7 separate regions of the Mus musculus genome follow, and all the other regions are linked to region 1. A link is a contact called in public HiChIP or PLAC-seq and promoter capture Hi-C data. All regions are on one chromosome and are shown on one strand. Each heading gives the region's core, a stretch centred on a gene start, on an enhancer-like site or on the middle of the called end of the contact. The rest is flanking DNA. Distances are from core to core; before and after follow the strand shown. Region 1 holds the start of Rcc2 (regulator of chromosome condensation 2). Region 2 holds the start of Tmco4 (transmembrane and coiled-coil domains 4). Region 3 holds the start of Micos10 (mitochondrial contact site and cristae organizing system subunit 10). Region 4 holds the start of Akr7a5 (aldo-keto reductase family 7, member A5 (aflatoxin aldehyde reductase)). Region 5 holds the start of Mrto4 (mRNA turnover 4, ribosome maturation factor). Region 6 holds the start of Ubr4 (ubiquitin protein ligase E3 component n-recognin 4). Region 7 has its middle 34 kb from the start of Iffo2.

What was found. Promoter capture Hi-C pulls out the DNA fragments that hold promoters and counts their contacts. HiChIP or PLAC-seq counts read pairs in DNA pulled down with a chosen protein or histone mark.
Region 2: a contact with region 1 is called in an H3K27ac HiChIP or PLAC-seq map of regulatory T cell precursor, with 9 times the contacts expected there. The contact joins the promoter of Tmco4 here to the promoter of Rcc2 in region 1. A contact is called at or near these places in 4 of 39 promoter capture datasets (hippocampal neurons, liver and pre-B cells), 1 of 115 datasets of contacts at active chromatin or transcription factors (regulatory T cell precursor) and 1 of 9 other capture datasets (adipose tissue).
Region 3: a contact with region 1 is called in a promoter capture Hi-C map of pre-B cells, with 2.1 times the contacts expected there. The contact joins the promoter of Micos10 here to the promoter of Rcc2 in region 1. A contact is called at or near these places in 2 of 39 promoter capture datasets (liver and pre-B cells).
Region 4: a promoter capture Hi-C map of the C10 cell line shows a contact between it and region 1, with 5 times the contacts expected there. The contact joins the promoter of Akr7a5 here to the promoter of Rcc2 in region 1. A contact is called at or near these places in 2 of 39 promoter capture datasets (the C10 cell line and liver) and 2 of 115 datasets of contacts at active chromatin or transcription factors (large pre-B cells and pro-B cells).
Region 5: a promoter capture Hi-C map of hippocampal neurons shows a contact between it and region 1, with 6 times the contacts expected there. The contact joins the promoter of Mrto4 here to the promoter of Rcc2 in region 1. A contact is called at or near these places in 2 of 39 promoter capture datasets (hippocampal neurons and liver), 2 of 115 datasets of contacts at active chromatin or transcription factors (the SCID.adh cell line and pancreatic cancer cells) and 1 of 9 other capture datasets (pancreatic islet).
Region 6: a contact with region 1 is called in an H3K27ac HiChIP or PLAC-seq map of T-cell acute lymphoblastic leukemia, with 5 times the contacts expected there. The contact joins the promoter of Ubr4 here to the promoter of Rcc2 in region 1. A contact is called at or near these places in 4 of 39 promoter capture datasets (the C10 cell line, embryonic stem cells, hippocampal neurons and 1 more), 1 of 484 Hi-C or Micro-C datasets (the G1E-ER4 cell line) and 6 of 115 datasets of contacts at active chromatin or transcription factors (T-cell acute lymphoblastic leukemia, acute myeloid leukemia, astrocytes and 3 more).
Region 7: a contact with region 1 is called in a promoter capture Hi-C map of liver, with 2.3 times the contacts expected there. The contact joins the enhancer-like site here to the promoter of Rcc2 in region 1. A contact is called at or near these places in 2 of 39 promoter capture datasets (hippocampal neurons and liver) and 4 of 115 datasets of contacts at active chromatin or transcription factors (astrocytes, embryonic forebrain, embryonic stem cells and 1 more).

Annotation. Positions count from the first base shown.
Region 1 is chr4:140,699,459-140,703,458 of GRCm38.p6, forward strand. Rcc2 (regulator of chromosome condensation 2) reads left to right here and starts at 2,015. Exons shown (of 13, transcript NM_173867.5): 1 at 2,015-2,192; 2 at 2,689-2,977. The coding sequence starts at 2,699.
Region 2 is chr4:138,970,936-138,974,935 of GRCm38.p6, forward strand. Tmco4 (transmembrane and coiled-coil domains 4) reads left to right here and starts at 1,970. Exons shown (of 17, transcript NM_029857.3): 1 at 1,970-2,352.
Region 3 is chr4:139,129,304-139,133,303 of GRCm38.p6, forward strand. It overlaps Micos10 (mitochondrial contact site and cristae organizing system subunit 10), which reads right to left and starts at 1,810. Exons shown (of 4, transcript NM_001163006.2): 1 at 1,619-1,810. The coding sequence starts at 1,682.
Region 4 is chr4:139,308,461-139,312,460 of GRCm38.p6, forward strand. It overlaps Akr7a5 (aldo-keto reductase family 7, member A5 (aflatoxin aldehyde reductase)), which reads left to right and starts at 2,284. Exons shown (of 7, transcript NM_025337.3): 1 at 2,284-2,616. The coding sequence starts at 2,295. It overlaps Slc66a1 (solute carrier family 66 member 1), which reads right to left and starts at 2,248. Exons shown (of 9, transcript NM_145384.3): 1 at 2,169-2,248.
Region 5 is chr4:139,350,663-139,354,662 of GRCm38.p6, forward strand. It overlaps Mrto4 (mRNA turnover 4, ribosome maturation factor), which reads right to left and starts at 1,914. Exons shown (of 8, transcript NM_001290810.1): 1 at 1,607-1,914. The coding sequence starts at 1,634. It overlaps Emc1 (ER membrane protein complex subunit 1), which reads left to right and starts at 1,925. Exons shown (of 24, transcript NM_146157.4): 1 at 1,925-2,055; 2 at 3,499-3,623. The coding sequence starts at 1,958.
Region 6 is chr4:139,378,753-139,382,752 of GRCm38.p6, forward strand. It overlaps Ubr4 (ubiquitin protein ligase E3 component n-recognin 4), which reads left to right and starts at 1,907. Exons shown (of 106, transcript NM_001160319.1): 1 at 1,907-2,110. The coding sequence starts at 1,935.
Region 7 is chr4:139,538,875-139,542,874 of GRCm38.p6, forward strand. It overlaps a transcript of Iffo2 not described here. Among named protein-coding and RNA genes, the nearest start is that of Iffo2, 34 kb to the right of the region's middle. Within about 2 kb of position 2,032, at least 5 of the 459 cell types and tissues checked have an H3K27ac peak or open chromatin away from gene starts, as enhancers often do. A contact at or near this core is called in liver, where this site is marked.

The DNA of each region.
Region 1 (4,000 bases), core at 765-3,264:
CACCTCACTCTGTCACATTGGTTACATAAGGTGAACAGCAGCCTACATGTTCGCCTTTTCGTGTGTGCGCCCGCACCCCCATCTCAACCAGGGGCATCACTCGGGCTTTCCCTGGGTCTGAAATAGTGAGGCATGGAGTGGCAGAGAACACTTTTCCCATCCGACGAGGAGGGCTGGTTAGTGGGTGTTATCCTCTGAGTGCTCTTCTTCCTTAGCACAGCCTCAGGAAAAACCAGTTTTGGAAGCACCACACCTTGGGTCAGATGATGCAACGTGATATTAGCGTCGGGTTGCATCAGCGGTTCTGACGCATGTGCCTTTTACGCCGGCAGAAAGCCGTATAATGGGGCAGGAGAAAGAGAGAGAGACTCGCTGCCTAAAAACCTTTTAAAGGCACCCTCAGCGTTTCTAATTGGCCACACAGGGTGTTGTCGGGAGGATAACCGCCCAACCAGCCACCACCCCCGGACAAGCTCCGGCGTGCCATTTCCTGAAACCCGGACCTGACGGCACACTTAGGCAGAATTCTTTTCTAGTTGGTTCTAATGTTTTATATCAAAGCATCACGGCTTAATCTCTTCAATCTTTTCGAATGCCAGGTCTATTAAGAGGCTTTCAGACGGTGCTTCTAATATCCCTGAAACGCACCAGTTGGTGCTCATTTTCTGAGTTGTTTTACATAAGTGCTTCCACCCAGGCTGGTGACTTTGATCAAATAACTTAGATTTGGTTCTCCAGGATTCTCCGCCTGCCTTCAAACGTTTGGTCCTGTGCACCCTCCCCCCGCCCCCATCCCGCTTCTTGATGTAATTAAGAACGAACTGCAAAGACCCTAGAAACTCTCTCTAGTCAACCAAGGAAGTTGCCAAAAAAGAAACTTTCAGTGTTAACTCGGGCGCTCGAGAGAGAGAGAGAGAAGTAGGAGGATCAGGTTCAATGTCAGCCTGGGCTACACGGTCAGTTTCAGGCCAGCCTGGGCTACATGAGACGGAAACAAAACCCCAAAGAAAAACATTTGTCAGAAGAGAAAGTGACACTGAGATGCAAACCTTCCCCTAGTTCCAACCAAGCCGATCGTGCACGTGGCTTGTCGGGTCCTGTGAGGGGGGCCCTGTCGACTCCTCAGCCTTGACCCCAGCACCTCTGGCCACTTCTCTTCCCGGATTCCTAGACCCTGCACTGTCCCACGGGGTAGGGGAAAGGTTTCCTCTCCCACTTCTGCCAGGTCAGATTCTTTACAATTTTAAAACTCAGCTCTCCCAGGGAACGCCTTCCTTGATCCTGGAACCCGGTAAGTACCATGCTTTCAGTAATTTCTTAATCTTTCCTCTTACTTCGCCTTCCAACTGGGCAGAGATCTTGTTCTCCAGGTCTGTATTCTAAGCTTCTAGCACCTTTGCATCTAGTCTTGCTTGTACTGAGGCGCGGTAAATACGTTTTTAAAATGAAGAAAATTCCCATCACAAGTACTTTCAAGTCCACCTATGCTAATTACTAATTTCATAGTACGTCCCCCAGCTAATTACTAATTTCATACTACACCAAACCTTTATGTAACTTGATCATTCTAACAGCACCCGGCTGCACACTCTGGACGCATCCACGACGTATCAAATCTACCCTGAGTCTGCACAGGAGAAAGTTACTCAAATTGTGTTCATTTTTCATTCCCATCACTCAATTAGGGCACGTCCCTCGCTGGCTGCTGCGTGAGCAAAGCAACTATTTTCCAGCGAGTGTCCTCAGGTGACCTGTCTAGACGCTCAGGGGGAAAAAACAAGAGAATCTGACACTCTCCCGAGCCCCGAAGACGCCTTGTGACGCGCAGGCCGCGCTGCGTGCAAGGGCGTGCGGAGCGCGCAAGCGGCGGGGCCCAGCGGGGCCTGCGGCGTGGCGCCGGGCGTCCGGGACGCAGGCTCGGGTGGGCGGCCCGGCTGGGCGGTGGGGTCCTCCGGCCGGTAGGGGGCGCGCGCACCCGGGGCCCCTCGCCGCCCGCCGCGCGCGCGCTCGCTTGCCGCCCGGCCGCACATGTGTTTCTGTTTTGTGTTGTAGCATTTGTTCTGGAAGCTCGTATTTACATTTTAAGTGTATCTGGTGAGTGGGCTGGAGCCCTCGTCCCGGCCGGGGAGAGAAGAAGCCTTCGACCCCGTCTTTCAGTCGCTTCCCTCCTCGTTTCTCATCACTCCAACCAGGTAGGGGCTGGAAACCGTCTGGGACCAGTTTGCAGGGTCTGGGAAAGTTTTTTTTTTTTCCTCTTTTTTTTTCTCCTCTCCCTCCCCCTTCCCCCCCGAGAAAGGTTAAAAAAAAAAAAAAAGACGCTGGGGAAGGGGGGGTTGGGGGACGGAATGAATAAGAAGGGGAAGGAAGGCGGATCCACGTGGTTTAATCGGAGACAGACAGAGATCCCATTGTTCAAAATCAATAAAAAAAAAAAAAAAAAAAAAAAGCAGACGGGGCGAGCGCCGGGCCGCGGGGGCCGGGCTGGGGCCCCACGAAAGTTCCTCTTTTCGCGCGTGCTCGCAGGTGCTTGGGGCCCGGCCGGGGTACAGGGGGGGGTCCCCGCGTGGCGCGCGGCGTGGGGAGGGGCGAGGGAGCAGCAGGTGGGGCGGCCCACGCCGCGCCGCGCGTCCCCTCCCCCGCCCCGCAGCCCGCCCCGTGTGCATTGTGCGCCCCGTGTGTCTCCCGCAGCCCGGCGACCATGCCCAGGAAGAAGGGGGCGGCCTGGGAGGAGCCGAGTTCGGGCAACGGCACGGCGCGCGCGGGGCCCCGGCGACGCGGCGGCCCCGCGGGCAGGAAGCGCGAGCGGCCCGAGCGCTGCAGCAGCAGCAGCGGCGGCGGCAGCAGCGGCGACGAGGACGGCCCGGAGCTGGACGGGGCCCCCGGCGGCGGCAAGCGCACAGCCAGGCCGGCGACGGCGGGCAAGGCGGCCGGCGCGGCCGCGATCATCACGGAGCCCGAGCACACGAAGGAGCGCGTCGTGAGTGGGGCGGGGGCGGTTGGCGGTTTTGGGGGGGAGGGGCGCCGTGGGGTCACGCCCCGCCCCTCCCCCACGCCGCGCGGGGGAACTCCGGGGAGCCAGTCCCGGGCCGGGGGAGGGGGGGGACCGGGTGTGCGCGGCCACGCGGGGGCTGTCAGTCCCTCCTTCCCCCCCGTGCGTCCACCCCCCTCCTCCCCCCCACCCCCGCGTCTCTTCCTCCCCCCGAGGGGGGAGGGCAGTCCGCGGGGAGCAGCCGGCTCGCGCCGGGGCTTTGAGGTTCCCGCCGCTGCGGCTCGGGCGCCCCGGGGGGGCGGGGCCTGGCGCGCGGCGCGCATGCTCCGTGTTAGCCCGGCGCGGTCGGCCCGGCCGGTGCGCGCGGGGCATGGTGGGGGCCCGCGCGGCGCGGCCGTGAGCGCGCATGCTCCTCGGAGGCCCTCCCCACCCCGGGGCTCCCCTCCCACCCGCGACCCCCCGCGGAGCGGCGCTGGGCTTTGTCTGCCTCGGGTCCTCGCGGCGTGGGGGCCAGTGGGGTCGGTGCTCCCCTGAGGCTCCGGTCTGGGCCGTGGAACTTGAGCTTTCGCGGGGGCGGGGGTGGTGGTGGAGAGGAAGCCCCGCAGAGCCGGGCCCAGGGTCCGCTTGAGTCTCCGCCAGAACTTTGTAAAAGCAAGTTTTCGGTGATACACCCCTCTACCCCCTCCGCCTCTGTGTCCCGGAGATCACGTTCTCTGTTAACTCTAAGAAAGAGATGGAGCTTGACCCTCGGGAGAGTGTTGCCCATGTTCCCAAGGGTGTTCTGCAAAAGGTGGCAAGGGCACACTAAGAGGGGTAGAAGAGTCCTAACCATCTTGCAGTAGAAGAAAGGTTCCCGCTAGGCATGCAGAGGGGCCCTGCATGAGGTAGGCTCGCCAGGTAGACCGGTCTTAGCCAGAGTATTGGAAGGGTAACTCACAAGCTGCTCTATTTATTGCCTAGTGGGTTTGGACAAGGCTAAGAAGTTGGGCATGATAGGGTCTTTTCTCTGCT
Region 2 (4,000 bases), core at 720-3,219, 1.7 Mb before region 1:
TCATTCCAGATCCTGGGGCCAACCTCCAATAAAGACAAGAGAACCTTTGACATCCCTCCCGTAATATGATACATTTTAAAAGTCTGAGACAAATACCCTGGTGATACAAAATTCATTATTAGCTAGTACATAGCCACATGTTAAAAGGCCTTAAATCACTCAGGGAGAACACTATCCTCACTTCTTTCTGTGGAGAGGCCCGTTTGCTGCCCTCAGACTCTAAAAGCAGGGCCCGCAGGGCCCACTCCTTCATTATGGATGTCAAGGGAAGGAACCTGCCAGGCCAGGGCCCTGCCACCGAGCTGTAGCCTTCCTCGCCTTTTTATTTTTGAGACATGGTCTCACTAAATTACCTAGGATGACCTTTGACTCATTGTAAAGCCCCCAGAAGGCCTCAAGCCTGTGATCCCCCTGCCTCAGCCTTGGCACCACGCTGCAACAAGGAGCTGTGGTTTCACCATCAGGCCCTGCTGATCCTTTTAAACAAAGGCAAAGCAGGGCTTAGCTCAGAGGCAACCTGTAACTACAGTAAGGATGCAAGCTGTCACTTGCTTAGCAAACGTGTGTGACAAGGGCTTTAGAGCGACCAGCGGACAGGAGAGTTTCAGAAATAGTGCAGAGTCCTCAGCAAAAATCCATGTGACCTTTGCCTTACTTTCCAATCTTAACACTGATACATTGGACAAGATTTTTTTAAAAAATCAATATTGATATGTGGCTATGGACTAAAAGCAGAGGAGTCACTCGCAGTGTTCTCCCTGCGTCTTTACTGTCCCCAAACCCCACCTAAGCGATCACTTTGTTTTGAGTATGTCTTCTTTTCTAAAACTATTTTCCATATTGATTTTCTTTATCCATTGTGATTCTGTTTTCCATTAGAGAATGACCGTTTTTTTTTAACTTTCAGAGTTACATTTATTTTTTTTTAATATCAAGAACTTACTAAAATCAACTTATGCTGAAATTAAAAAAAAAAAAAAAACGGCAGCTGTCTCACATCTGAAAGGCTAAGGTAGTTAGTTGCTCAGGCTGAGGCTGGCTACTTCAGCTCAGGACCGCTTCTTAATCGGTGGCCTCTGGTCACTCCAATCCTCCATTCCTCATAGACAACAATAGGATCTTTTAAAATTCCATGATATTTGCGGGGGGCGGGGGGAGCGTGCCACCTTGGTATGGTTATTTCCCCAACTTAGTGATGCCCAGAATCTCAGCTAGAATCCTTCAACCCTCCACAACTGTCCTTTTTTGACCTACAATAACCTCCTAGCTCTTCTAGGTCCTGATTGGCCGATAGAGAGATCAGGTGATGGAGGCCCTCTAGCGTTCCAGTCGGATCCTGAGTCATAAGGCTCCCTGCTGGAATGCCGCACGTCTCATCTGTCCGCTCGAGAACTTTTTCCATTTCCAACTCCAGCCTATCTTCTCCAGGGGAAAGAGCAACGACGTCAGAGGTCATGGTGACTCAGATTCCAGCCCTGACCAGGATGGCCACCTACTTCCTCACCTGTAGATTAGGTGTGATGAAATTTCACAGGTTGCCTGGGCAACCAAGAGCCGGCTCCCAAATGAGGAGAGCGGAGGATGAGGCATGGGAGACAACCCCCCCTTCCATTCTTGGGGTCTTTAAGTTCTAGTGTGGGATACCCAGATTATAAATTGGCAAACAGGAAAACAATCAACTTCAGTGTTAAATACTACGATTAAAATATGGGCCCGAAGGCCTGGTGTGCTAATCCATAACCTTGCTGGCACGTAGTAGGTGCTCAGCAAATACTTGTTCAAAGACTAGAGCTGAGTGGGTGGCTAGTCTAACAGGAATGGAACCCCAAAACGGAGGCCCGTGGGACGGAAGAGCCACGGGTGCAACGACTGGCGAGCATTAGAGAAAGTGAAAGAACGATCAGAAGGCGTGGGTGTTGCAAATTTCACCGAGCAGTGTGCACAGGAGGGGGAGGCACCTTCTGGGACAGGCTCTTTTCAAGTGTGGCGGCAAAATTTGGAAGCTTCCCCTTCAAGTGTCTGCTCGAACTCCCCTCATGCCAGCCCAGCCCCTGGTGAGCACTCTCTGCAGACCCCTCCTGTGCCCCGCGCTCTCGCTTCCTGGGGAGCGGGAGACACAGAAGTGCGGGTCCCGTCCCAAGGCCAGCACCCGGGCGATGGCTTTGGTGGCTTAGGTGGCGGTGCGCCCGGCCCAGCCCGGAAGGCCCGGGCCCTAGGGCTGCGCAGGCGGGACCGGCCCGGGCCGGTGTGGGGCGGCTGGGCCAGGGAGAGAACAGGCGGGGAGCGCCAGGGCGGGAGCTGCGGGGCTGCCAGAAGTTCTGCCGTCGTCCCATCCGTCGCTGCCGCCTCCAGGTAAGCCCGCGGGGAGCCCCGATCGTCCCCACGCCGCCTCCACTGCGCTTCCGAACCCGGAAGTGCTCTCGGGACTCCTGAGTAGCTGGAGGGGAAACTGATGCCAACGAGCATGCCAGCGGCCCCCGCCTGCCAGCACAGCCCAGGGCACCGGTCGCTGGGTTTGAAGGGAAGAAAGGACCTTGCTCAAGGTCACGCAGGGTCACTGGACGCCCCCTGCGTACTGGGAGCTCCAGGCACCCACTCCCACCCTCTGTGTCTCCAGACTCAGTTCCCCGAGGCCTGGGAAGCCCTAGAGTCCCGGAAAGGCCCGGCCCCTTCCTGCTGTGACGGGGGCGTGGCTTCTCGCCCCGCTGCGGGTTTTTACAGAGTAGGGGACATTTCACATTACAGGTTTTTACATCCGGGAAAACTGAGTCTGGGAACAATGGGATGATTTTGGCCAGGACCAGGCAGTCAGAGCAAAGAGGTTAACTAGGGTGAGCTGACTTCAGAGTTTGACCCAGTGTTAGGTTCAAAACTGGCCTCCATGATGTCCTTGTCCTTGCCAGGGGTGACCCAGAGTAGAAGCTGGGGCTGGCTAAATCTGCAGGTTTGATCCTGAGGCCACTGCTGCCTTCAAGTAGGAGGGAACACACCCCTGTAGGGCTTCCCAGGACGCCACTCACGGGGTATATTTATTGAGCACCTACTATGTGTCATCGTGTAGGCTCTGAAGACACAGTAGTGAAGACTCCTCAGGGTGAATCAGCTAGGCAGAAAGACAAGGCCACCAAAATCCCCAATTACCCAGTATGTTTGAGAAGTCAGGAAGGAACCCAGGGCCCCATCCTCCTAGTTAGAACCCTACCAAACCGCCTGAACCTCTGGGCATCACCGAAGATGCTGCTTCCAGCCTCAGTTTCCCACTCCCCTGGACTTAAAAGATGCCCTCAAGGAACTTGAGCCTGGCTCTGCCACTTCCTCTCTGTGTCACCTTGGGTGTCACCCTGAACCTTCATTTCCTTATAACACAAGAGGATCATGGATTATAATTCTTCCCAGTGCTGAAGATCGTGTCAGGATGCTTCATGAATTGGAAAGCACAGTACCCAAATCAAAAGTAAATTAAAGCCAGGCATGGCGATGGTGGCATAGACCTTTAATCCTGGTGCTTGGGATTTAATCTCAAACTGTGAGTTCGAGACTGACTTGGTCTACATAGTGAGTTCCAGGGGACAATGAGGGCTATGTAGAGAAACTGTCTTTAAATTAGATAGATAGATAGATAGATAGATAGATAGATAGATAGATAGATAGATAGATAGATAGATAGATAGATAGAGATAGAGATATATACACCTTTAATCCCAGCACTTGGGAGGCAGAGGCAGGCAGATCTCTGTGAGTTTGAGGCTAGCCTGGTCTAGAGTGAGTTCCAGGACAGATGGGGCTCAAAGAAACCCTGTTTTGAAAACAAAACACGGGGCTGGAGAGATGGCTCAGCGGTTAAGAACACTGGCTGTTCTTCTAGAGGACCTGGGTTCAATTCCCCCACATGGCAGCTCACAACTGGCTGTGATACCTGCCCCAGGGGATCTGACATCCCCCCCCCACATCCCCCCCCACAAATATACATGTAGTCAAATCACCAAAATACATAAAATTA
Region 3 (4,000 bases), core at 560-3,059, 1.6 Mb before region 1:
GATCAATTCATCATGTATGAATTCATCCTGAATGATGTCTACACTCAGTCTTCTGGGGCTTAGGAAACGGTGGGAAAAAACAAAAACAGAAAACATATCTACTTTCCATGAGCTCACGATTTCATTCTTTCCTGATAATATTCATCTAAGGATATAATCCTAAGTTCTCGTAAATAATTTCCATGCAAGAAGTATAAAATATGAACCTATGTGTGACAGCACACACCTTCACTCGCTTCACTTGTGAGGCCGAGGCTGGCAGATCTGTTGGTTCAAGACTATGCAGGAGTACCAGTTTCAAAAACGGGGGGGGGGCGGGGGGGAGAGAATGGGATCTAAGTTTCAACAATAAATGTTAGTATAGAAGAAAGAGTCGGAGGAATTGGAGAGACAGCTCAGTGGATAATAAAGCCCCTGGCATAAAAAAAAAAAAGACTTGAGCTCAAATCCTCAACACCCATGAAAAAATGCTGGGGAGGGGGAGAAGGCCGATCAAAACTCAATGGGCAGCCAGTTTAGGCAAACTGATGCGCTCCAGTTCCTGTGAGAGTCCTGTGTAGTGGTGCACACCTTTAAATCCAGCAGAGAGTGTCTGAGTTCAGGGCTAACTTGGCTGACATAGTTTTCCTGGCCAGCCAGGTCTCCATAGTGAGGCACTGTCTCAATAAATAGGGCAAAGAGCTACTGAGGGAGGGAAGCCACTCATCATCGATCTCTGGCCTACACACCAATAGCTGCAGACAATCAACAAGAGAAAGATGGAGTGGACGAGGATCAGCAGAGAGCCTGAGAACCCCAAGGAAGAAATCCTGGGGGGGGAGGGATTCTCAACTATGCCACATTATCAGCAACGCGATTTCAGGCAAGCTCCTTCACCGAGCTCCAACTCACGACGAGACAGGTCATTTCCGAGCTACCGTGGCGAGCAGCGCGCCTAACATCTGCATCACCATCACTATTATATGGGACACCCCCGCCCCCCGAGCCTCCTTCCCCGACCCCGTGACCTCACAAAGTGTGTCGTCACAGGACGCGTGTCCAAAGAGACAACCTGGACTACCGAGGGGGCCGGCGGTGGCCGCGATCTATCTGACTGCGGCCATTCTTCCGGAGAATAACCCCCGGCTCCAACTGCAGACCCGAGGCGGGTTCGGATCAATGAGGCCGGGCACGACCGCAATTGCCAGCGCGGCCCGACGGAGGCGGTTAAGCGCCTTCTTCTATGACCTTCTTCCGAAGGCCGCTTGCTCCCGGCTGGGGAGCCGTCTGCGCTCCGGCCGGCTGCTCGCCTAACCCGGGGGACATGGGGCATGGAGTGACAGAGTTTCCCGGCGCGTCCCGCACGCCTTCCCACTCCCGGAGCACCGCTGCTTCCCCGGGCCTGCACCTCCAGCCACCTCGGAAACTCCCGCGCCCTTCGGCCCGTTGTCCTCGCCGCCCTCGTCGCCCTCGTCGCCCTCGCCGCCCCGCTTGACAGTCGTCACCTGTCAGCGCCCCGCAGCTCAGCGCGCCCCGCCGTCCAGACAGCAGCAGGCCGCGGCTTGACCCCTGCGGCTTCCCGTCCGCGCGCGGGCCGCTCGGCTCCAGCCCAGGGCCTACCAGAGGCAGATGAGCTCACCTAGCTTCACGACCGTGTCGGCCATGCACCGGTCCCACTTTCTGCCCAGCTCGGACTCCGACATGTTCCTCACTGGCAACTCCAGCACTCTTCACGGCCGGCCCCCGCGCTCCTACTGATGGCAAGTCTCGCGAGAGCCGGCCGCCACCATAAGCTTCCGGCCGGAGCCGGCGCGCCAAATATCGCGGGATCACATACGTCGTCCCTGGCTTCCGGCTTTTCTTCGCTCGGTCGTCAAGGTGACAGGTTGCCTGGGAGCCGGAGGTGACCCTGACCTTGGAGATAGCGGAAGGGAAGCGAAGACTGACTACATCCAGAGTACAGAAGGCCTTGTCTTTCCTGGGTTTTTCATATTTGTACATAATTATTTTGGCCATTGCCCTCCTCCCGTTCTACTGTTGCCCTCTTTCATCCTCCATTTTATACCTACTGAACCCCATCTTCCTCATGTGTGTATGTGTATATATGTGTGTATGTATATGTATACATGTATATATATAAAATATACGTATATTATATATCTATATTATATATAATAAAACATATAACAAATAAAATAATGTGTGTGTGTGTGTGTGTGTATATATATATATATATATATGTTATATACTTTGTTTTTGTTTTTGTTTTTTTTTTTTTTTGAGGCAGGGTCTCTCTGTGTAGCCCTGGCTGTCCTGGAACTCACTCTGTAGACCAGACTGGCCTTGAACTCAGAAAACCCCTGCTTCTGCCTCCCAAGTGCTGGGATTAGAGGCATGTGCCACCACTGCCCGGCATGTTATATGAGGGTTTGGTTTTGTTTTCTGTTTCTCTGATTGTCTCTGTTTTGTTTTGTTTTGTTTTTCAGAGACAGGGATTCTCTGTGTAGCCCTGGCTGTCCTGGACCTGGCTCTGTAGAGCAGGCTGGCCTTGAATTAAGAGATCTACCTGTCTCTGCCTTGTAGGGCTGAGATCAAAGATGTGCACCACTCCATCCACAGTTTAATTAGGGTTGTCTGCATGGCCACAGTCGGGGAGTATTTATTTGAGCATGAACGACTTCCATTCAAATGGATTTAAAAACAACCCCCCACCCTGCTGCATTTTATACAGAGTGTGTGGGTGCCTGCGCATGCCCTATAATGGCACATGTGGGAGTCAGAGGACAGCTAGTGGGAGTGGGTGCCCCTCCACCCTGTGGGTGCCAGGGACTGAACGCAGATCACCAGACTTAGAGGCAGTGCTATTACTTGCCGAGTGACCTAAACAGCCCTAAAGCGCAACCAGTGTTACTTTATAGATACTTCTTTTCTTCCACCCACTCAACCCCCTAACACTAGATAGGCGATAAGAAAGGATAGGGCAACAGGTGACGTTATCATTAGACTGTTTCCTGCTGATGAGGGGCATTGAGTTCCTTGGAGCAAGCTTGATCTTCTCCAGCAGAATAGCTAGTTTCTTATTGTTTCTTCCCACTTTACTACTTAACCAGCAGCAACCCACCAACAACCTGCCCCTTGAGGCCCTAGCATTTATAGACCCTTTGGAAAGTCCCCAGGATCCAAACGTCACACAGTCGCAGAAACCATCTGCAGCTGGCAGAATCACACCCCTGGTAGAGCTCGAGGCCACGTCAGCGCTGTGGACAGTCTGAAGCAGCCCTACATCCCACACCTGGGATTAAGACAAAAGCCAAGTCTTATTTCTGTGTTTTTCAAAGAAACCAAACTTCTCACTACTCAAATACCTCTCTCTCTCTCTATCTCGTTTTAAACTGCATTTGTCCCTGCTTCCTGGACGTCTGTCTCTCTGGCTACTCATACCTGCAAGACACCACCCTCCCTGATTCTGATGGTTTCCTCCAGCCCTCACCTTTCCCTGCCTGTTTAGAATGCGGATTCTCACACCTCCATCTAACCTCTATTATGTATTGTTTCAGATGAAATGTCTATCCCACCCATACTAGTGTCTGAGAGGCATTAACTATTAGTCCTTCCTATCAAACAATGTAAAACTTATGTTTACAGGGAATTTAAAAAATATATTTATTTATTTATTATATGTAAGCACACTGTAGCTGTCTTCAGACACTCCAGAAGAGGGTGTCAGATCTCATTACAGATGGTTGTGAGCCACCATGTGGTTGCTGGGATTTGAACTCAGGACCTTTGGAAGCGCAGTCGGTGCTCTTAACCACTGAGCCATCTCACCAGCCCCACAGGGAATTTTTTCAATCTCTCCCGACTTTGAAAAGTTTTATGCCAATGTTTTCACCACTCCCATCCCCGACCTTATAAAATTTGTTTGCAGTCTCAGAATTGAAGAGGTCAGCCCTTCCTTCCCTGGTCCTGCATTTCCCTTTTCTGCAATCATTTAAAGCTAGCCAATCACAGAAGACTGTGA
Region 4 (4,000 bases), core at 1,034-3,533, 1.4 Mb before region 1:
CAGTCTAGGTAAGATCTGCACCCTAAGAAGTCTTGTTTATCAGCCACACACATCCTATTGGCCTCCCAACACCTCTTCTGGTAGATCTGGAGTGGTCCAATTCATCACACATGCATACACTGTCATTCCTCATAACATCTAATACCCAGGCTGGGTAGGGAAACACTGTTCCCATTTTACAGGTAGGGTTGAGTGGCTTCAGGCAAGCGAGTCAGCCTGGCTGACCCTGTCTATGAACTGGGGCTAATTAACATCCTTCTGAGCCAAACATAAAGCTATGAGCCTCCCATCTGACCCAGTGAGAGTGATGGCTTAAAGATGAGACCCCAGTATCTTGACCACTGTGGAGCCTCTCCACACCAGTGGAACCAGATGAACGGGGACCCTGGGTTCATGCAGCTCTCCCAGTCTCTGCAAAGACTCCTGATACCAAAGCTTGGGTCTAGGACCTCATAGATGCTAGTTAAATGGTCTAATGCTGAGTTGTATCCCCCACTAGTATGAAGGATTCTGACTCTCATGGTGCATGTCCTTAAAGGCTGGTCGGGGAGACAATCTCCTACAACGCCCATTTCCCCTCCAACTCCAAGGAAAGCCAGGCAGGTGCTCCCCACCAAAGCAGATGCAGGTTCCATTCTGATACTGGATCAAGTTCAAAATCACAGAGGCAAGGTCCTAAGGACCCCAAGAATGACCCTCCTAACCTCATCTCCTGCCCCAGGTCCTCAGAGTCCCAGGCACCTGCACAGCCTCTCTCTTCCTCTAGGGAATCCTTCTCTATCACAAATGCCTAGTAGAGATACCCTGACCCATTTCTAACTTGCCTATCCAAGGGACATTGCCGCCACCGCCTCCAGTCCCCTGGAACACAATCCTGGAGAAGAGGCAACACTGTCCCTGTTAACCAGTGTTCTTCAAGCAAGTCTCTCTCCCCTCTCCCCTGTCTGTATCCTTCCCAGTCTCGTGGGTCTGGATGCACCAGCTGTACAACAAAAGGCTCGGAAAATGTAAAGGAGAGGGAGAGGGAGAGGGAAGGAAGCATGATGAAGAGAAAAAAAAAAAAGGAGGAAAGAAACAGAACAAGAAAAAAGAGGGGAGGCGGGAGCGGGAAGCGTATGCAAGGAAACTTGTAAATTGAGCGGGCCCAGGGCTGAGATGTCGCTCTGGGCAAGTGTTGGAGTTTCAGCATTCTGATGTATACAATGAAGGAAATCCTAAAAGGCACTTACTTACCTCCTAAACTGCATGCAGACTACAATAAAACCCAGGCCAAACCTCCATATCCCACGCTAGTCAAGTGCTCTACCACTGAGCTACATACATTCCCCACTAGGGGATTGGCTTTCGCGGCTCATGTCCGTAAAGGCTGGCCAGGAGACAGTATCTCCTGCCACATCCAGCTCTTCCCCAATTCCAAGCAAAGCCAGGAAGGTGCTTCCCACCAAAGCCTATCTGGCACAGTCAACAGTAATATTCTGTTCTTGCTGTAGCCCCCTGGACCACATTGTAGCATGGAGTACACACGAAGTGAACCTGAAACTACACACTTCTTTCTTTCTTTTTTGGGCAGGTGGGAACGGGAGCAGTTTGAGACAGGGTTTCTCTGTGTAGCCCCTGGCTGCCTTGAAATTAGCTCTGTAGACCAGGGTAGCCTCGAACTCAGATATCCGCCTGCCTTTACCTCACATTTCTAACCAGCCCTCTGTGGAATCCTGCGGTGAGCTTGGCGAGGAATGGGACATTCTGGGTTCCCTACCTGCAGAGCTACGGAGAATGTGTCAGGGGAGCGCAATGGCTCCGGGATCCTACCCATTCCTGGCCTCCAAACCAAGGCTCTAACTCCTTCCGGTGACTCTGCGGGTTCGGAGGGATAATGATAGGGCAGCGGCTGGGGCAAGCGCCGCGAGGCCCCCACCCAGAGCAGGGAAAACAAGGCCGCCCAGTCCAGGGAAGCCGAGAGGCCGGAAGGCAAGGACCTGCAGGTAAGAAGTGGGGCCGTCCCGGATCCCTGGCCAGGTTGGGCAGAGACCCACGATCCCGCTCCCCAGGAGGGGACCAGCGCCGGGGACCGTGCAGAGCTGGAGGAGGGTGTAGAAAAGACTTAGCTGGGCGCGTCTGGAGTCCCGACCCCCCAGCCCGGGACAGCCGCCAGCCCCCTTCATCCTCACCAGTTCAAGATCCACAGCCGGTGTCAGCTTCAGGATCCGAGCCCGCCGGGATCAGCTGACCTCCGCGAAGTCCCGCCCCCCGCCGTGGGCGGAGCCTGAAGCTTCGAGTGCGCAGGCGCAGTCTCCATGCTGCGTGCAGCGTCCAGAGCCGTGGGCCGCGCTGCTGTTCGCTCCGCGCAGCGCTCCGGGACTTCGGTCGGGCGTCCTCTCGCCATGTCCCGGCCTCCGCCACCCCGCGCCGCCTCTGGCGCCCCTCTCCGGCCCGCTACGGTGCTGGGCACCATGGAGATGGGGCGTCGCATGGATGCGAGTGCTAGCGCCGCTTCGGTCCGCGCCTTCCTGGAGCGCGGCCACAGCGAGCTGGACACGGCCTTCATGTACTGCGACGGCCAGTCCGAGAACATCCTGGGCGGCCTGGGGCTCGGGCTGGGCAGCGGCGACTGCACAGGTAACCGCTGCACCCGGCCTCCCCCGCCCCCCGCACCGAGTAGAGCTGAGCCGGTGCCCGCAACCGGCGTGCACCAGCCAGGATCTGCATCCAGGAGCTTCGGAAGCTCCGGATCCACAGCTGGGTCTACCCCAAGCTCCCAAGGCAACTGGAGTCCTGAACTAGTGAACTGAACTTTGTCCCGCCTCTCCTTAGAAACTTCTAGTTGCAGCTACCGAGGCGGGTGCGAGGAAGCTTCCTACGCTAATGTTTAGCCTACTCTGGGCGCTTTGCTTCCTACCGCAATCCCTGCCTCCCGGCCAACCGTTGTCCATAGCCGCCCCCCCACCCCCGACACGCCCCCCATCCCCACCAGGCTTTTTGTTCGTGCCTACCCCTCTTGCCCTCACCACCTCTGCGCTCCTGGAGAATGCTTATCATTCCGGTCTTTTGTCCGGACTAGACTTTGTCCCGTGCAGTCGACAGCACCTGTGGATCTCAAGGAGACCTGTGGCAACAATGCCTAGGGCCCAGCTGGGGGCAGGGGCGGAAAGGTGGCGTCGGGAGAGGGCATTTCGGCCTTTGTGCCCATTCTCTGTGCCAGGTCTTACAATGGCAAACTCTGTAGCTCTGTAGGCTACCGTGGGAGAAGTGATTTCTCCACGGAGAGTTAAAGGTCCAACGAGGAAGACTGTAGCCGCGATTGCTGAGGAGTGCAGGAAAGAGTAGCTTGTCGGGAAGAGCAGTAGGCAGAGCCCATAGAGAACTGGGGATGGGCCCTACAGTGTAAGTAGGGTGCACCGGAGACTGCAATCCTAGCTATTGGAATATGGAGTTTGAGAGTTGCAAAGTACGTGTGTGATCAGTGACGCGTGTCCCGCGTTGGAAGGGGAGGGGAACCGCCCTTCATTTGCTTGAAGCTATTGGAGTCTCAGGAGGGTGCCTGATACGTAAAGAGGCCTCACTTTTACCTGTTCTGAGGTTCTTCCTCCCGGTTCCTGTACAGTGGGCTCCATAGACTCACATGGGGTAAAGCTCACTTAAGTGAGTGGATCTCTCAAGCCGAATGCTGTAGAGTTCACCTGGATGACATACATTACTGATAATGAACATTTCAGTTTTCTCCCCCAACCCCCCCTTCTTTAGCCCATTTCTGCTTCTGAAGACTCAATGGGCCAAAGTCCTCAGGCAAAAGGTTACAGAAAGAATGCCTTGGGGCTGGGGCGGGTGTTGTAGTAAGGAGATGCTGTGGTCTTCTAGCCTTTATCCTGTGGGATCAGAGGGCTCCCCTTGTTCTTGCCAGAATCCATCCATCCTTCCGCCGTCGTCCATCAGTCCAGGTAGTTGGTTCCATATCTGGGAAGAAACAGTGCAGAGCACTGAGGAGCAGCTACAGTACGCTTGC
Region 5 (4,000 bases), core at 664-3,163, 1.3 Mb before region 1:
TCTTGGACCCTAAGATCCCTAAATACATCCCCTGCCATAAACAAAGTGCCCTTAGTTCCTTGGGCCGACTGTTGCATTTATTGCAGTATTACCATACTCAATATTCCTGCGGATAGAGCGCTGTCTGTGGGATTCCCAACCTGCTGGCCAAGGTGGGGCTATGGAATGACAGGGACCAACTCTTCCTTTTGTAAAAACCACAATCTTGCTACAAAGCTGTTTAGGCTGGCCTTAAACTCAAGATACAGTTCCTTACTTCTGTCTCCTAAGTGGAGGGATTCCAGGCATGTACCACGTCATCCTGTTGGGACCTTATCTTTCCTATTCTGTTATATACCTACACTTCATTTTTGTAATCTGAACCCAAGACTACAGCAACGCTGGGGAGAGGGCAGATGGGGGACACAACCTCTACTGAAAAGTGACCCAGGCTCTATCTGTCCTACTCCCAAGAGTTCCCGGCCTTTGCTTACATCTGTCCAGGGCTCCTTCCAGACCCTAACGACTCTATAAGAACTTACTAAAACATCAGCTATAATGCCCTGGGTGTCCCCAGGAGCCGATATGGCCCATTCATCTACCCTGCCTGCCACTCACAGTCCCTCTTTACAAGGCACACAGTCACACCCAGCCAGTCATTCCCGGACTCTCCACCGCTAGGATTCTGGTGCGACTTAGCATGCTGCAGGTGGTTGCTGGCCTTGCTGCCTTCATATTCTCTGTGCTATCAAGGGACCCTTTCAAAGCAAAGCCACACCAAAGGCTGGGTCTTTTCCTCTAAGCCCACTTTGTTCACTATGGCCACACTGGCTGTCCCACAATATGTTAATCACACCACAGACCCCTTTCATTTTGTGTTCCCTCTATTCCAAACGACCTTCTCTAACCGCTGAGAGTTTTCCTGACAACATTATGCAAAACACTATCACTCCCACCTGCTCCATACTCCACTTGGACTACCTGACACATTATACTGACTTGACAGGGGTATAGGAGACAGACAGACAGACACACACCCCTAACTAAGGTGGTGAGTCTGATGAAGCCGGACCCTTTTTGTTCAACTGTCTTGTCTTCTAACACCCACAAAAGCGCCAGCCCGCTAGCTTGATGTAGTGGCTCAGTATGGAATCCTAGTATTTGGGGCCAAGGCAGACAGTTGGAAGAGTTCAAGGCCCCAGCAATAAATAGACAAACAAAACATGCAGTAGTCGAAACTGTAAAACCCCTATTTTCTTGAGATAATGAGACCGTCCTAAGCAAATCTGAGCTACATCGTCAAGATCCTCTCTCAAACACACACGGTCGCTCGCACATGCCAGGGGATGTAGACCAGTGCTATGTGGGTAGTGTTTGCCTAACAAGAGCGTACTTGGTTTAGTGATGCTGCCTGTAATTCCAGCAATCGGGAGGTAGAAGCAGCAAGGTTAGTTGTGTAAGACTATCCTGGTTGGCAAGTTCGAGGAGAGCCTGGGCTATGCGACTGCTGTCGGCCCGGACCAGTTTCCAGCTCTCTCGCTATCTCGGCCGGCCGAGCCTCTCGGAGAGGCCCCGGCGTCTCACCCGCGTCCCCCTCGCCCCCTTGACGCAGGCCCCCCGAACCTACCTTTCTTGTCTCGCTTGGATTTGGGCATCGCGGCAAAGGCACGTGCGGCGGAAGACTGGGCGGCCGGTTAGGACCCGGCTGCCGCGGGGGCTTATGGGACGGCGCTCGGGGCTGCCCCTCGCGTGTGCCTGAACTGTGGCGAGCCCTCTCTTCCCCGCCTGCGCTCCGCCCAGTGTCCTGAAGGCCACTTCTCTGCCCAGGTCCCGGGTCCCTCCAGTCCCGGCGGCTTCCGAGTCCCGAGCACTCCACCAAGTCCCTCGCGAACCGGTTCCTCTCTATGGCTCTGCGGAGGGAGGGGCTTGAGGCCCGGTGCATGCCGGGCTGGCGGCAGGCGGTGCTTGGGCTTCAATCATGGCGGTCGCGGTGGCGTCTGGGTTCTGGATCTGGGCTGCTGTGCTGCTCGTCCCTGCGGCCGCGGTCTACGAAGACCAAGTGGGCAAGTTTGACTGGTGCGTACAGGTGACGCTTCTCCAGGACGTCGGTGTTTGCTTCCTCAGCATCTGTCTCCCTCCTGCTAATCTGAAGGAGATTTGCTATGGAGCCGAACCCAGACTATAACTTAACGGGGGTGCGGGAGGGTGCTTTCAGGGAGAAGTGAATGAATGAATGAATGCTGCACCCTGTGCAGAATGACAATGTGAGAGTCTCCTCTTCAGATATGAAGAGTCGTAAGATGTCAACCCAAGAGCTTTATGTTAAGCATGGAGGGAGCTCTTTAAGCCGCCCTGTGTGTGACGGTGCAGATTGCTCCGCAGTGAAGGCAGGCTTTAAGGGTTTTGGTCAGAGGTCACTAGTTCCCTCCTTTCCTGTCATGTCCGATTTTGTGGCTGTCAGGTTTGTGATCTTCTGGGTCCCAGGTCACTAGCCCCAGTGAACTTTAAGCCTGAAACTAGCTGGTGTCACTTAGTCCACTTGTCTCACAAGTTCTAAAGTGAGCCTTTTCCTCTGAGGGACTCTCTGGGTGCAGTGTGGCCTCTCCCTCTCCAAACTGACATTCGTTCGCTCACCCCTTCCTTCTGACTGTGCTTATTTCAGATTGAATAAGCATTTGGCTACTTATCAGTTGTATGCTTCTGGGGAAATTGACAGACAACTAACACACACACACACACACACACATACATATGTATTTTTTTTAAAGGTGTTCATTTTGGGTCCTGGTCCCAACAATCATTAGCCTATCTGGACTTTGGTGGCTCACAGCCATCTGTAATGGGATCTGATGCCCTTTTCTGGTGTGTCTGAAGACAGTGACAGTGTACTCACATACATAAAATAAATAAATAAATCTTAAAACAAAACCAAACCCCAAAGCCGGGCGTGGTGGCGCACGCCTTTAATCCCAGCACTCGGGAGGCAGAGGCAGGTGGATTTCTGAGTTCGAGGCCAGCTTGGTCTACAAAGTGAGTGCCAGGACAGCCAGGGCTACACACAGAGAAACCCTGTCTCGAAAAACCAAAAAAAAAAAATCAAACCCCAGAAGCTCCTTTAAAACAAACTAGGCTAAATAACACAGTGGTCTAAATGAGAGATGTCATCTAAATGCCAGGCTCAATCAGTGTGCCTCAGACAGCAGCATTTCCCCATTGCAACAGTGTGCAAGCCGTGCCCCTGGAAGTCTGTTGCCGCTAAAAATTAATTAGGCCGAGGACTCTGGGGTGTTGCCTGAGTAGGTAGGTGTTACATTTAGCTGGCAGACTGGTATTGTCTCCCATGTATATGGTGGCAGTTCTCTCCTGCCTTCTTTTGCTTCTGAGTACGTTGCACAGAACTCTTGCGTATGCTCGGAGCTCTTCATTAGCACGCACTTCTTGCGTGTGCTGAGGGAGATGTGCTGGTGTGAGGCAGCAGTTTGTCTTCGTGCCCTGACGTTCCCCTGCACTGGTCCTCAGGAGACAGCAGTATGTTGGGAAGATCAAGTTTGCCTCCTTGGAGTTTTCCCCTGGATCCAAGAAGTTGGTTGTGGCCACAGAGAAGAATGTGATTGCGGCGTTAAATTCTCGGACTGGAGAGATCTGTGAGTGAACTGCGGAGACCAGAGGCTTCTGGGAAGGAAGCTGACTGGGTGCATCTGAGCGACCCGTGGCTTGCCTTCTTTTTATGTTCTCTAGTCTTGTTGTCTTTCACTGGGTAAATTTGTCGCACTGCCTTTGTAATTCCTTCCCTCTGTCCTGAAGGCCTTTAAGATAGCACTGCAAGCCGGGCGTGGTGGCACACGCCTTTAATCCCAGCACTCGGGAGGCAGAGGCAGGTGGATTTCTGAGTTCGAGGCCAGTCTGGTCTACAGAGTGAGTTCCAGGACAGCCAGGGCTACACAGAGAAAGCCTGTCTCGAAAAAAACAAAAAACAAACAAACAAACAAAGATAGCACTGCAGAAGCTACATTCTATCCTG
Region 6 (4,000 bases), core at 657-3,156, 1.3 Mb before region 1:
TGTTTTGCCTGTGTGTATGTGTATCATATGCATGTCTGGTGTCAAAAAAATCCAGGGCTAGGACATCAGACCCCTGGAACTGGAGTATAGTTAGAGCGGTCATGTGGGTGCTGGGAACTGAAACTGTGCCCTCTGGGAGAGCCCCTTTTCTAATTCCCTTAACATTTGTTCTTATTTATGTACATGTGTGTGCCCCAGGCTGGGTGTGGGGAAAGGCCCAGAGGGTGTTAGATTCCTTGGGGCTAGAGTTACTGTAGCTGGGAGTCTAGCTGCTAGGAACTGAACCTGGGGTCTCTGGAAGAGCAGCCTGTGTTCTTAACTGTTCAACCATCTCTCCAGCCCTGCAATTAATTCTAAATTTTCAGGTCACCCCCCCTGCCTCTCGGAATTAAAAGTCCTTCATTTTTAGTTCATAAAATATTACTATTCTGGAAAGTACTATCTTACCTTTTAGATTGGAATAGTGTTGAAACTTGTGCTTCATCTAACACTGCTTTTCAGTGTTATCTAAATTTATGTATGTTATTTTTTTGAGGCAGAGTCTTGTTGTATATTCCTGACAGGCTTTAATTTGCTACGTAGACCAGACTGGTCTTGAGTTTGTGGTAATTCTCTGCCTCCCCAGTGATGGCATACCAAACACTTTAAATAGATTTATGTGCGCGCATATATATATATATATATATATATATATACACACACACCATACATGTGTGTATATGTGTGGAGGGTGTGTGCACCTGGGAATGGAGGTTTCTATAGAGTCCAGAAGAAGACAGCAGATCTCCTGGAACTGGAGTTACAACCATAACAGCTAGACCTGGGTGGTGAGAATGGAACTGTCAAGTTATCTCTTGAGCTCCTCAGTCTAAATTTACAACATAGATGTTATCCCAAGAACCTCCACTACTAAATTATGTATTTGAAAAGGAAGATGTTTATTCCGAGTGCCTTGACACCCCAAAGCCAGAAATATGAGACTTGTTATTACTGCTGATGGCCAGACGTGGTGATGATCTTGGCACTTTGAGAGGCTGAGGCAAGAGGATTGTGTTAGTGTTCCATGTCAGCCTGAGCTACAGTGGAAACGCCCGAATAAAATAAGACCATCCTCCCCCTTCCCGACAGAACTATAAACAGGTGTGGACACCCACACCTGTAATTCCACTGGAGGTGAAGATAGAAGGATTGCTGAAATCAACAGTCAACCCAAATAGGGGCCCCTGAAAGACTGCTGCGATGGCTACTAATGCTTACCCTCTGGGGTCTGAGGGAGGAAGGTTCGCAGACAATTTGGCCTATAGGGACCAAATTTCAAAAAAGCTTAACGTTCTCTCTAGATTATTATCGAAGGAATTCTAAATATATAAAGAAGTGGCTGCGAAATAGGAATTCATGAAGAAAATCATTACTAAGCGAAGGTGTGCGCAGAAAGTTTGCCAAGTGGTAAGCGCTAGAATGGCTGGCTGCTCATGCGGTACACTGGGCAGAGGAAGTGACTAACACTGAGCAGGTTGTGGCCTCCTCTCCCCCCTGTCTGTCCTAGGATGGCGCCGTTCAGACATCTCTTCCGAATCCAAGTCACAAACTTACATTTCCAGGAGGTTGGGGAACCATATTGCCGCTTATTGCGGGGCCCGCGCACGCGCGGTAGTTACTGCTTCCCGCGAGCATGCGCAGGGTTGCTCGCCGCCATGGCGCACGCGCAGAGGGCATTGCTCCTAGCCCTCCTCTGGCATTTTCAATCGTGCGCAGGCGCACTACCCTGGGTTAAGCCCGCAGAAGTCAGAGGCCGTCCAGGTCTTTGCGTTTTTGTTGGGCGACCCGCGGCGCGCTGTCTGACGCGCACGATTGCGTCACTTCCGCCCCCTCCCGGGAGGCGGCGCTGGGCCGGTGGCAAGCCCCCGGAGGGAGCCGCAGTAGTACGACGAAAGATGGCGACGAGCGGCGGCGAAGAGGCGGCGGCAGCAGCTCCAGCGCCCGGAGCCCCGGCGACCGGGCAGGACACGACCCCGGGCTGGGAGGTGGCGGTGCGGCCCCTCCTGTCCGCGTCCTACTCCGCCTTCGAGATGAAGGAGTTGCCGCAGCTGGTGGCCTCAGTCATCGAGAGGTACCGGGCGGCGGCGCCGGCGGGCGGGGTGGGGGGGGAGGGGAGGACGGGCCGGTTCGTGAGTCCACTCTGTCAGGGAATCCACCCCACGCATGCCTTCGGGACTCCCGGGCGCTGGGAACGAGAGCGCCTCTGGTTTCCACCCAGCTCTGGCGTGAACCATCCCTGACTTGATTTACCCTCCGGAGCAAAACTTTTATGGTTGCTCTGGCTGGAGGGCGTGGCCGGACGCATTTGAGAACTGGCTATTGAGATGCACGGTGCTGCTGGGCCAGTGTCACCCGGCCCGCTGCCCCCGGCCCCCCCCCTCCCCATCCACCTCAGTCGCGTTAAGGTCAGGGCGTGGATGAGTTTGCATTTCTCCCTGTCACCAGAACCGGAGGTTTACTTTGGAGAGCTACCACATAGTTTAATAACGGTCTTTCTTTGGTGCTATGATAACTGGGGGCACGTGCTGTTTCTGTGACTGAAGCCACTAGTTACCACTGAATACTTCGGTTTTACTTTGCACTGTAATTGCGTATATCCGAGATCGGAGTCCTTCTCTTTCTCAATAAAATGCTTTACAGACTCTTATTTACGGGACTGTTCCTTGGCTTGCTGTTAATGTGTTCATACCTTTGTATACAGATTGTTAGATTGCAAGAGTCGTATTTCTTCATGGGAATGTGGTGATCTCTGTGTCTACCTTTTCCTGACTACGGGGCTCAGAGCAAATGAGTTTAATAGAAGACTCATGCTTTTAAAGCCTGTTTTCTCACTTTCGTTTTCCTAGCCAAACCAAGTTTACTTGCCCCAGTAACTCTCTGAAATTGCTAAGCGGGTCATTTTACCTTGCTGGTCAGCAGGATATGTCTAAAGGTTATTTGGAAAGTTGTGTTATTTGGAAATTGCTGTGGTTTGGCATTATTATTTATCACAACAACTGTCACTGCCTGTGATGTTTTGGATGAATGATCTTTAACAATTTATAATAAAATAGTGTCTGGGTTTGATAATTTAAGTTCTAACAAATAGATTTTCTTGCTTAATTATGCCCAAGGTTGTTTTGAAGATGAAAACAAGTATCAGAAAGTCTCAAATTATCTAGCATCTTTTTATTTTACCTTCTTTTCCTCCTTTTTTTTAAAAAAAATCCACGTGTATGTGTGTCTGTGTATTCGGATGCCCCAGGAGGCAGGAACAAGGCTTCAGATCCCCTAGAGATGGAGTTAGGGGCAGCAGTGACCTGCCTGGCACTAGCACTGGGATCTGAACTTGGGTTGGAAGAACAGGAAGTGCTCTTAACCACTGGACCATCTCTCTGCCCTATTGTAATTCAATTGTGTGTGTGTGTGTGTGTGTGTGTGTGTGTGTGTGAGAGAGAGAGAGAGAGAGAGGGAGAGAGAGAGACGAGAGAGAGAGAAGAGAGAGAGAGAGCACGCTTGTGCTTGAGCGCACTCTGGAGATCTGAGGACAAGTTTTAGGAGTTGATTCTCTCCTATCTTAGTGTCCAAGAATTGAACTCTGGTTATCAGGTTTGGGTGCCAACCCCTCAGCCCATCCTCAGCCAGCGGCAGCCTCCGATTTCACTGTTTAAATTGCTGCTAGTTTTCCTGAGTCATGCTTTCTGCTTACGGTCACAGTGTTCACTTCCTTGTAGACCTCTTTCCTTTGGGTTTATGGATGTGACCTGAGGTTATAGTGTTATTTGTTGATGATGTACATCCCATTTTCTTGGCCCTTGCATTTTAAACGTAGAGCAAACCCTAGCAACCTGGTGAATCCAAACACAGAACTAGATTTGAATTTTGCTAAGTGCTAGTGACCCTTCCACATTCTTAGTTATCTGAGAGAACCAGGGACTGCCTGTGTTTGTAGACAGGATTTTGGTCTTTATGGTTTTGGGAA
Region 7 (4,000 bases), core at 782-3,281, 1.2 Mb before region 1:
GCCATCTCTCTGACCCTGAGAGATTTCCTGACCTTTTTGGAAACTCAGGGAGAAGCCAGAGGTGACATGGAAGGCTACTGGATGGAGCCCTCATCTCAGAGTAATCTTTCCAGCAGGAGATGAAGGTGGGCTGAGAACACGCTTTGGCTCAGGGAGTCACTCTGGGTCACATCGAGGAGAGCCAGGAGTGGGAGACACCCAGGGGATGGGTGACATACAAGCCTACTTCTTACCCAAGCCATTACTATCTGCTCCTCCCCAGGCAGGTGACACACTGCACTGGCCTGGAGTCCCTTGTGACACATGGCTGTCTCAAAAGCTGTGAGGACTCCAGGTCACTGTAGGAGCCACCCTGGCCACCTGTCAGCAGCCTCGGGACTCAGGGACGGAGTGTACATGTTCATGCTTTCCACTCCTTAATCCACTGGAACAGGCGGGTCTCCTCATTTCGCTCCAGAATCAGGCCCTGATTTTGGTCTTTGAAATTGCTGGGGGCTTGTATTACCACACTGCCTTTGAATGTCCTGTGTTCTCTTGAGGTGACCATCTTTGCAGGTGGGCAGGGTGTTCACTGTGACATTGAGGTCCAGCTGAGTGATGCTGTTCAATCTTTGGCTTCCACCTGTGTCATCGCTGATGAGCGTGGAAATTTCCAGAGTGCGTGATGGCTTCATTAGCTTCTCCCTTCGGGTGTGTCGTCTTTACTCTCGCGTGGAGCTTGTCTGTGAGGCTCAGATGCATCAGGAGTGTCTCTGCTCACTGACCTCTTTCTCTCTGATAAATGTCCCTACTAGTCTCTGATAATTGCTCTGAGGTCGAGGAGACATCAACACACACAGTCTCTCTGGCTTTCTTTTCGTGCGTATTTTCTCCATGTCAGGCATTTTGTCCATTTAACTTTTCTGTGTCTTTATATATTTAGAATAATTTTCTTAGGGCTGGCGAGATTGCTCAGTGGTTAAGACACTTGTTGTTCTTTTTTGTTTGTTTGTTTGTTTTTGTTTTTTGAGACAGGGTTTCTCTGTGTAGCCCTGGCTATCCTGGAACTCACTCTATAGACCAGGCTGGCCTCAAACTCAGAAATCCTCCTGCCTCTGCCTCCCAAGTGCTGGAATTAAAGGCGTGCACCACCACCGCCCTGCTTACTTATTGTTCTTGTAGAGGATCTGGGTTTAGGCTCTAATACCCACACTGGCTCACAACCAACTGTATTTCTGGTTCAAAGACATCTAATACCTCTGACCTCCTCAGGTACCAGGCACGTATATGGTACACAGATATACATGCAGGCAAAACATTCATATGCATAAAATGAGTAAATTTGAAGAAAATTAATTTTTTCTTAGCCTTAGGATTTATTTTTGAGACATCTTGAACTAGCCTACAACTCTTTGTGACCACCTCCCCACCCCCCGCGTGCCTCAGCCTCTCATGTCCTAGGATTACAGGTATGAGCCACATACCTGATAGTTCTCTTTTTTTTTTTTTTTTTTTTTTAAAGATTTATTTATTTATTATATGTAAGTACACTATGTAGTTGTCTTCAGACACTCCAGAAGAGGGAGTCAGATCTCGTGATCGGATGGTTGTGAGCCACCATGTGGTTGCTGGGATTTGAACTCCTGACCTTCGGAAGAGCAGTCGGGTGCTCTTACCCACTGAGCCATCTCACCAGCCCGATAGTTCTCTTATAAACTGTACAAGTAGGTTTTCCCCTCCTTTAATTCAGTATAATAAACACTACCTTTAAATAGGACTGTGCATACAATTTACAGGGTCTTTATGTGTGGCTGGCTTGCTGAGCTAGGGTCTTTTGTAGCTCAGGCTAGCCCAGAACCCATTATGTAGCTGAGAATGATCTCGAACTCCAGCTCCTCCTGCCTCAGCCTCCCCAGTGCTGGGACTGCAGGCGCATGCCACCGCATCTAGTTTTCTGTGGTGCCAGGATCAAACCCAGAGCTTCATACATGTCGGGCAAAGCTCTCTACCAACTGGACCATATCCCTAGCTCAATAGTACGTTTGGCACTGTCACTGGTCTGGCAGGGTTTAAGCCCTTTCGCTTGGTGTCTTCTGTCCAGTTATCTCTTCTTTGTCCCCTGTCTTCTCTTTGCTGGCCTTTTTTGGATTAATTATTAAAAATAGCATGTCAGGTTTGGTGATTCAGGCCTGTAACCTGGCAGTCAGAAGCAGAAGGGTCAAGGAGTGTGTCATCCTCGACTACATGGTAAGTTCAAAGTCAGCTTGGACTGCCGGAGACTGTCACAAACAAATTCCATTTAGTTAAAAAAAATTATGGTGACAAAAAAATTATGGTGACAAAAAAAAATTATGGTGACAAATGTCTTTAATCCCAGCACTTTGGAGGCAGAGGCAGTTGGATCTCTGAGTTCAAGGCCAGTCTGGTCTACAGAGTAAGTTTAGGACAGCCAGGGCTACACAGGGAAACCCTGTCTCAAGACAAAACCAAACCAAAAAAAGTGCTTGCTTTAAGGGCTTGGTCATGACAGTGACAGTGAGGTGATCTAGCAGGTAAGTGACCCATGGGAGAATGATGGCACTTGGCATTCCCACACCACTTTCTCAGCGAGAAGGAGGAGGAGCTGGGGGGAGAGGGGAGGAGCAGGAGGAGGAGTGGGAGGAGGAAGAAAGGAGAAGAGGGGCAGGAGGGAGGAGGAATAGGGAAGAGGAGAGCAAGCAGCCAATGTTTCTAAACATTTAGCAAAATCTTGCTTGTGACACACACTGCTTTGAAACTACTCTGTGAAAGGACGCCTAAGAAACAGTTGGCTTTATCTAAATTGTAGCACAAACCCACTGCCACAGATGATAATGGAACAAGCTTAGGCTCGGGAGCAGCAGGATGCTAATAAATTGAGAACTTTAGAAAAGTGAACGCATTTCTGGAGACACATAACTTACTAAAATGGAACCACCCGGGTTTTAAAAACTCAACGCAGGGCGAGCCAATAATGAGAAGCACAGTTAAACCAGTGCAAAACAAACAAACCCCAGAAGGTAGGCATGCTAATCCCAGCACCAAGGGGGCTGAGGCAGGAGGATTACAGCAATTTGAGGGCAGATCAAGCCACAGAGTCCCAGGGTGGCTTCAGAACATAATAAAAGTCCTTCTGTAAGAAGGAAACTTGCAGTGGCCCTGCACCACCGGAAATCTGATCTTCCGGACTGTTGTAATACATTTTGCTTTTAGATACATTGTAACCCTCTGCTGGGCACTGTTATTATTTTGACTTGCAATACTTACCATTTTAGAGCTTAAACACCCCCCCCACTCGCCCACTCAGTATTAACTCAAATTTGCTATCTTTGACCTGAGTTATTCTTTTGTATCCTTTTGACTTTCTGCTCCAAGTCACTTTGGTTTCTTAGACAATTCCCTTTCTTGTTTCTGAGTGACAGGTTTTCTGTGACAGACATGCTTATTGTTTGTTTGTTTGTTTTGAGACAGGTTCTCTGTACAGAGCCCCAGCTATACTGGAACTCACTCTGTAGACCAGGCTGTCTGGAAACTCACGGAGGTCTGCCTGCCTCCATGTTGGAATTAAAGGTGTTTGACACCACACTTGACCTCAGCTTTTGTTTTTTTCTGGAAAAGGCTTCTATTCCCATTCATCGTCCAACCTTGGATGCTGTCCACAGTATGTTTCTTGCAGCATTTTGGAGAGGTCTCATCTTCTCCTGGCTTCCATAGTTTCTGATGAGGAGTCTGAGGAGGAGCAAAGATGAATTTCACCTTCCGTTTCTTTCTTCATCATGACGATCATCTTTTCCTTTAAATCTTTCAACACCATAGCAATGGCTTCATGTATCTCTATGGACAGTTCTGTCATCTCTCCTATCCCCGGGCTCCTTCCTCCTGGTGTTGCTCTGGGCGAAGGGTCCTGCTTTCTGGTTCCTGACATGTGTAGGATTTCAGACTGGGTGATCAATCCATCCTGGACTTCTCAATGCTGACTCTCTCTGCAGTGTCATCTCCCTTT